Linked DNA regions of Mus musculus: region 2 is linked to region 1. The links are chromatin contacts, called in public ChIA-PET maps. All regions are on one chromosome and are shown on one strand. Each heading gives the region's core, a stretch centred on a gene start, on an enhancer-like site or on the middle of the called end of the contact. The rest is flanking DNA. Distances are from core to core; before and after follow the strand shown. Region 1 holds the start of Slc30a9 (solute carrier family 30 (zinc transporter), member 9). Region 2 overlaps Bend4 (BEN domain containing 4).

The links. ChIA-PET counts read pairs in DNA pulled down with a chosen protein or histone mark.
Region 2: an RNA polymerase II ChIA-PET map of effector CD8 T cells shows a contact between it and region 1, with 82 read pairs. The contact joins the enhancer-like site here to the promoter of Slc30a9 in region 1. A contact is called at or near these places in 5 of 39 promoter capture datasets (the C10 cell line, the HPC-7 cell line, embryonic stem cells and 1 more), 6 of 484 Hi-C or Micro-C datasets (cortical neurons, erythroblasts, granulocyte-monocyte progenitors and 3 more), 4 of 115 datasets of contacts at active chromatin or transcription factors (CD8 T cells, the HPC-7 cell line, effector CD8 T cells and 1 more) and 1 of 9 other capture datasets (adipose tissue).

Annotation. Positions count from the first base shown.
Region 1 is chr5:67,304,844-67,308,820 of GRCm38.p6, forward strand. Slc30a9 (solute carrier family 30 (zinc transporter), member 9) reads left to right here and starts at 2,112. Exons shown (of 18, transcript NM_178651.4): 1 at 2,112-2,354. The coding sequence starts at 2,252. RefSeq lists a cis regulatory region at 1,760-2,483.
Region 2 is chr5:67,393,955-67,397,931 of GRCm38.p6, forward strand. It overlaps Bend4 (BEN domain containing 4), which reads right to left. Exons shown (of 5, transcript NM_001164806.1): 5 at 1-3,977. Among named protein-coding and RNA genes, the nearest start is that of Gm33345, 9.5 kb to the right of the region's middle. Within about 2 kb of position 1,642, at least 106 of the 459 cell types and tissues checked have an H3K27ac peak or open chromatin away from gene starts, as enhancers often do. A contact at or near this core is called in CD8 T cells, the HPC-7 cell line, effector CD8 T cells and 3 more, where this site is marked.

The DNA.
Region 1 (3,977 bases), core at 862-3,361:
TCCGCCCCTTTTTTCCAGAATGTTCCCTGGCCTTTGGAAGAAGTGATACAAATGTTTCAGTTTATGGCTAGGCATTCAACAGTCATTTATTCTCAGTTTTATTGATCAGTTAGGCGTTTCTGCAGTTACCATTGACCATTGCAAAAGAAAACAAACAAACAAACAAACAGCTGCTCTGTTCAAAGCTGACAGTAGCACTACTCTATGGGCACACACTTTAGAAGGCAATTTAACCAGAATAACCTATCCGTTTGTTGGGGTTCAGGAATTTGCCACACACACCATCGCAGTTAAGCAAGAATAGTTTATTGAACACACACCATAACACTGGATGCCTAGGTCCACAAGAAGGAAAAACCTAATTGTGGCACCAGTCTGCTCTCATAGTAGACTTTCTATAGGAAAAACAAACAAACAAACAAAAAAACAGGTACAGGCCGGGCATGGTGGCGCACGCCTTTAATCCCAGCACTTGGGAGGCAGAGGCAGGTGGATTTCTGAGTTCGAGGAAAGTCTGGTCTACAGAGCGCGTTCCAGGACAGCCAGGGCTGCACAGAGAAACCCTGTCTCGAAACAAACAAACAAACAAACAAACAAAACAAAACAAAACAAAACCCAAAAAACAAGGTACAGAAGTTTAAAGGGCAAGGAAGGCTCACGAGGCAAAGTATATCAGCTGATGGGTCCTGAGTAAGGTAAGGAAAGTGTCGGGATGCATGGTGAACAGGGGAATTTCAGGACATCGAGATAACAGAGCATGAGTGTTATAACTTTTTAGCTTATTAGAAGCATTCTTCACTGTCAGCCACAAAAACCACAGTGAGCTCATATGTAGGTGCAGGAAGGGCTGTCCGGTGGTCAGCTCTAACTCAAGCCGTTTTACACAGAACAGTTCGTGTTGACCTTTGATTTGATGGAATTTCTTAAGATTAGCAAACCTCATACATAACATTCAGAACATACAGGACAAAACCATGGTTATGTGGTCAGCATGTTCTTGAGCCAAGTCACTTCTTGGTCAGTGAGTGGCAGGCATGTTAGAGTAGTAATATAACTGGCAAGCATGGAACAAAATGGCTACAGTTATGGGGGAAGGGGTGTCAGACCATAATATATTTATCCAAATAGCTGCAATAGCCTTTTACTAGAGACCACAACCTTGTTAGCCATGGGCTTTTGACCTGCTTAACCTTACCAGAGGTGGATTCCCTCCTGTGAAGGGAGCCTCAAGTCCACTCAAAGTGGTGGGTTTCCTCCCCATTTACTGATTTGCACTCATTTTCTTTATTTTTTTATTAGATATTTTCTTTATATACATTTCAAATGATATCCCGAAAGTTCCCTATACCTTCCCTCGGCCCTGTGCACTCATTTTCCATTTAAAATTTTATTTTACAGTACTTTCACTAAGCGATTTAAATTAATCTTTAAAACAACTGGACATGCATCCCATTCTATTTATCTGGCCAGACAGGTATTGACTTAGCCCCTGGAATATAGTAGTATACGTATACTGCACAGGATCCAGTGTCCATATAGCTATTCTCTATTCCGGGGGGACAATAATTTCAGTAGTGGTATTTTGAAGAAAAGTGTACAGGGTAACTATTTAAAAATGAGAACCACGTTAATTATAATTAGGGTGGTGAAAGAAGGCTTAAGCTAAGAACTGAATGAACCTGACATGGTAATGGTTAAAACAGGCGAATGTGTTCAGGTTTCTTTCTCTCTGGGACCAGGCTGTTTGAAAAACTGCTCCATCTTCGCGTACACATAGTACCGCGACTTCAAATTTTATGCACGCCTCTAATTTTGTTATACTACGACCGAGAAGCGGAGGTTGAGTGATCAGCAAGGTGACCACGGTGTTGGACAGAGCGGTGCCGAGGGTTCAAAAGGAAAGGGGACAGAGGCTTAAACCCTGCCTTCTCCTCCTGCTTCCCACGCCCCGGCGGCGCTTCGTAAGACTGTCTCCCGGGACACGACACGGACTCACAAATGCCCAGCACAGTCGGCAGCGCACACCGTCCTGGCCCGGTGCTGGCCAGAAGCACCGCCCACCCCGCCCCCGCTGGCATATTCCGTCACTTCCGCTGTCGCGCCACACCCCCATGACTTCCGGGTCGCCGAGGCCGCCGGCCGCGGCGCACACATCCGTGCTCGCCGGGGTCCGGTCTATGGAGTCAGTTGGCGCGGCAGGCGGCTCGGAGGCAGGAGGTGGTGTCCGAGTGGGGGCCTCTGCCCCGCCAGGATGTTTCCGGGCTTGGCCGCCGCCGCCGCGGCGCACAGGTGCAGCTGGGCGGCGCTGTGCAGGCTCGGTGGCGGCCGGGCAGCGACCCGCGGCCGCAGCCAGGGTGAGTGACGGACCGGTGGAGGCCGCGCCTGGCCTCGGCAGTTGGCCCGCCCGCTTGCCCTTCTCCAACCCAGACAGAGCCTGCCGGTCTCGCAAGGTCCTCACAGGTGTCCCCGCGAGCCGCGGCTACCGGGGAGCGGCCAACCCGCGTAGGGACACCCTGAGGCGGACCTCCAGACCCGGAGGTCTTAGGGCACATCGCGGTGACCCAGGGTGACCCAAACAGGCCGTGGGAAATGGCGGATTCCACCAGCTTGGAGGGTCCCCTTGGGCCGCCGCCGCAGTTCTGTTGCTGCTTAGGTTGAGTGAGGTACTCCTGCGCTACACTTTTTCTTAGTGCCATCCCGTTTTCTTAAATCTCCCTAAATCAAAGTGGATGTCACATACGGATCTTAAGGTGAGGGCTTCTCACAGTTATCGAATGGGCATAGTCTGGGGGACAGGAAACCCACCGAAGTTTGCGGTTATATCGAACAATCCTTTTGGTGACAAAAGTGTCTCCTGAAACTGTACATAAATAACCCTGGGCGCAGGGTGGGATTGAGAGTTTTCATCTTCGTCAGCATTGCTTTCTCAGTCAGATTCAAGTTATTGGAGAGTTTCTAAAGTAGCATCAAACGTGTAAGTCCTGTTTCTGTTCACCTCCCTTGTTCCCGTAGCTTGACACGGAGGACTGCTAGCAGAGCCCAGGAGAGGACAGGACCAAATCCACCGCTAACCCGAGCCCCTCAGGTTCTTGGGATTTGCAAAGAGTGGTTACAGAAACGTTTCTCAAACATTCACAGTCACCCTTCAAAAACTTGGATCGGAAGGCAAAAGCTGCAGCCATTCAGGTTTTTTGATAAAAGCGGTCACACACTCCTGTGCTGGGCAGATAAAGTAGAATATATTCATACCGTATTAAAAGCTGGTTTCTAAGGTTGCAAAAGAATTGATTGCAATACACTGTTTTAGTTTGTTGTTAATGACAGAATACTGTAGCTAGTTTTCCCATGGTGGCGGTATGCCACTTATGAACAGAATGGGCCCTCTGTTTAAAACTCCAAATAAACTTCAACATATTACACAGAAATATATATACATATAGTGGCTGTTAAATGTTGTCCAAAGTGCCCCTTCAGTGTTGGTGAGGTGAGTTGCAGTAGTGTAATTTGTAATTCTTATTCTGGGTAGCTGTCACTGGGCCTAAAATGCTGGGCTCTTTGTCCCATTCTCTGTAGCTCAGATAGTAATTAGTCTCTTCATTTAGGACTACTTTGCAGAGTTCTTTTAGGATGTTTATTACTACAAAAAATTTAGTGTTTTTAACACTTAACACCTTTTTAAATTTGAAACATCACCTTGGTGGAAGTTTTGTTACGGTATTTGAAAGAGCAATCAAAACTATGGTTAAATTTAAAAATCATTTGGAGAAAGTGTGCTATTTAAGTTGGATGCATATTACAAGAAAAACTATTTGAAGCTTTTTGTCTTGTTTTTGTTTGTTTGTTTATGTTTTGGGGGAGAGGGAGTTGGGGATCCAAAGCCAGATGATTTTCTTTGAGAAGAAATAAAGTTTAGTTTCTTCTTCTAGAATGCTTACCTGTCTAATGAAGTCTTCTCAGGGATAAACAGAGGCGGCCAG
Region 2 (3,977 bases), core at 392-2,891, 89 kb after region 1:
GGCTGATAATGCGAGTAGCTTTGCCATCAGTTAAGTGACATTTCCCTCCAATGTTTCAAGTGGTTATTTTTATCCAGTACTTATATGACTGAAAGGAGCCATCACTGTGTTTACAGAAATACATCATAATGACACACACTGCTGTTGCGACACATTTGCATTAGAGCTGTGACTCAAGCATCCCTTTTGACGTGTTTGCCAAGCAGCTTTGGCAAGTGTTGCCACATTAAGCACACAGCAGGAAGACTCACACGGTATGTGCAAACCCACTTTCCATTACATTTCTACAAACCCACATGTGAAAGCTGTCACAGACTAACACAGACCTGTACTGCGAGATGATACCGCACTGAGGAAATTATACACTTCAAATTCTAAGTCACCAAAAATGACCTTCAAACTACAAAAAAAAAAAAAAAAAAAAAAAAAGTCAACTGATCTATAGAGAAACTAAGGAGGTAGCCAGTGGGTATCAGGGCTAGTCTAGAGCACATACATGGTTGACTCCCTGTACCGCAAAACACAGAACTCAAATGAGGGTCATGTTTGCGTTCTGGACATAATTCACACCTTCCCAGGAGTTTTGTCCACTTTCTCAGTTGCAGAAGAGGCACAAGTCATTAAATGGCAGGGATACGCAGAAACCACACACCTGCAGATTCCTAAGTTTAGGAGTTATTGTTTAGATTTTGTGTTGACAGCAAATCATTCAAGAATCATTACTGGACTGAGAGAAAACCACAATCCAATTGTGCCAGTGCCGACCACCTGATGCCATGCATCCAGCTGCACCAAGTAAGACTGCAGTAACCTGTCTCCTTGTCATCCTGACGAAGGCATGGCCTCGGTGCAGATCACTGAAGGGTAAGGGGCAGTCTACAGGAACAGCCCACTAGCGACTGGCAGAGGCACGCGCTTCCCTCACCACCTGACCAAGAGATCAGCATGCTTTTACTCCTCCACTCTCTACCATAGGGAAGCCTTAGGAAACACATGGTGACAGTCCCCTAAATGCTGTGACCGACGAGGAACAGGGCTAAGGACTTGTAGAAACAGCTACACTTTTCTTGATACCACGAGAGGCTCAACACCCACAAATGGGCTGATGAGAAATGGGGCCTTATCAAATGTAAAACTCTGCTCCCCTCCACAGGTCCCTGGTCTCAGTCCCCTGACAGCTCATTCCAGGGCCATCATTCTCTTGGCAAGATCTGTGCCTGAGGTTAAACACTTGTGAGAAGCAGGCATTTTAATTTCGAAAATGAAGGATACACCAGGAAAGCACCACTGTGAACTATCGAGCCTTGGACACTGGGACTCCGGACCTACCCAATCACTGACGAAAACGCCACATTCAGTTACACCAGCCCGGCAACCACATTTTCCTCACCAATGACAGGGCACAGCTGCATCCTGAGATATTTTTAACTCAAGTCTACTTCCAACCAACGCTGAACGGCTCAGGGTAATTCTAAAAGTTGACAGAGGACTAGGTTTTGCATCACGAAAACAATGTGTCTGACTGCCAGAATGACGTGGAAAAGCAAACCAAGTCAATTTGACAACATCTTCAGACCTCTAGACAACAAACTCAAGGCATGTGGGGAAATCAGGGTAGTCAGCTTTAACAGGGAGTTCTGCCAGAAGCGGCACCTTTTGCAGGCTGACTTAATAGTCAGGGGACCACACAGGAAACCACTATGACTTGAGTAGCACCCCAGCCTTAAATGGATGCCCACACAGGGAAAGAGCCAGCAGAAGGCTGAAACAATCCTAAGTGTTTGACTGCTGGTATCAGGTGGTAAACTAAGCTGAAGAAAACAGCAATCACATAAGCAGGCAGAAAAAAGGGACACTTGACTAGGCTAATTCTAGGCCCTCATGTAATTACATGTGAGAACTGCTACGGCGGAGGTCAGCATTGTAGTCCTTAGTTTCCACATATGCACAACAGCTAGGTTCCCGACACTGGAGATTTCCTAGGCCAGACTTCCCAGACCTTGGATCACACACAAGAAACACCCCTTTCAACATCATATTGAACGAATGCTCCAGATGTAATTGACAACAGCTCATCAGTAGTCCACTGCACTTCTTATTATTATCATCCAGACCTTGCAATACAGTACAGGAAGCAGCGGGTGCCCTCTGCACATCTGAAGCAAGTGGCAAGAACCCTTGGTGTAGGTGTACCCACAAATGATTTAGATACCCCCTTCCTTAAAGCTACATTTGATAGTGAAGGTGATACAGGCTCTTAGTCAACTAAAGCTAATGTCCGCCTATGCAGAGATGACAATTAGAAGCTGCATTGACAAAGGCTTGTCCCAGGGCATGATGCTACCCAGAGTTGGTGTTGAGATCAGAGCCTTTAAAGAGGTGGAGGAGGAACTCAGGCCTCTCCATGGGGACTGTCTGATTCCTTATGCTAAGGCTCTAAGGCCCTGAGGCTAGCTCCTGCTAACTTCCCAAACTTAATGTAAAAGTTGCAAACTCGTGGAAGAGAAAACTCGATGGATCATTTAAAGACTACAAGACAACCAAGGGAAGCTTGTCCAAGCTTACTGACTAAATAAACCACCAAAGAGAGGAACGGGACTCAGCAGAGCAGATAAACAGCAGTATGAGAAGTCTTCGGTGCTACAGATGAGGATTTTAACAAGATGATAGTGAGTGCCCCAGACCAGCAAGAAGCTATCAACATTAATGCTATCCTGGATGTTATCCGGAGACAGTTTTTATAGTTAGGAAAAAACAAACAAACAAACAAACAACCCTTTCTCTTGGACAGCCAAAGACACTGGTCTTGGGTCCACTGTAAATGACAGCTCATTTACCCATTTAATTTCTTTTACTTCTAAACTGTTCAGCTGATTTGTTCAATATTTGCTAAATATTGAATCTAAAGGATGCGTGATTATTCTGACAAAACTGGCCTCCCCAAAAGTCCTTTCTAAACGGATACTCACAGTCTGAATTTCTACCCCATTTTCAAAGCTCTTTGCTGTGTTTGTAGATGACACTCATAATTTTCACAAACGCTGCCCATTTAGCTTTTGGTTCCACAAAGAACATAGTAATCTTGATTTGTTTAATAAAGCCAGTGTTCTCCGCAGGTCCAAAGCGTAATCTCCATCAGTAACAATTATAGCACCTCTGTAGCCTTTACTAGGAAGTGGTTCCCAGGGCATCACTAACCTCACATACGGATTCCACAAATTAAGCAGGGAAGCAGAAGGGTAACTCAGAGCTTAGACCGAGGAGGATGTGCACAGCTGGATGGGGCGTTTTCATCCATGACAATGGGAAACAGAAGTTTTATATATGCTAAACCTTCACTCAGCCCAGCAAAGGCCTCAAATTTCAGAGAAATCACCCACCAGCCATTGCATAGTTGTCAGAACGGCCTTGACGCTCCACGTCTACAATACCAGACCCCTGATCAACAGCAGATGCCGTCGTTCATGCCCTGCGTTTGATCTTACTCAACAGCCAGCTTGTGGGAGTTCTCGCTGAACCCACCACCCCGGCACTGTGTCAACGAAGTATGACTTAAGGCTACGGAAGCTGTGCGTTAGGAACTTATGAAACGAGGCATTGGAAAATGGTTTTCAATCTTTGGATGTTTCCTAAAGATATAAAGAGAATCTCCTGCTTGTCAACCACAGCGAGGAGGTTGCCCTTCTGATGGACACAGTGAGTTCTGTCTGTAAGGTAACAGAAAAAGTAGCCGACGTCCACACCTACGCGCTCTCTATAGACATGGCCTCTGTTCTGGATTCTTCCCGTCAGCGTTTAAAACGGATGGAGGCTTACAGTGTCACCTAGCTTGTGTCTTTGCTGGGAACTCTGAAATGAAGTCTTAGGAAATCGAAGACAGCTTACTTGTTACAGTTGCTCGTCTTCCCTTCGCCCATGTGCAGGAACACTAACTGAGCCTTCCCTGGAGACCAGCTCTGCTCAGGGGGCCAGGCTTC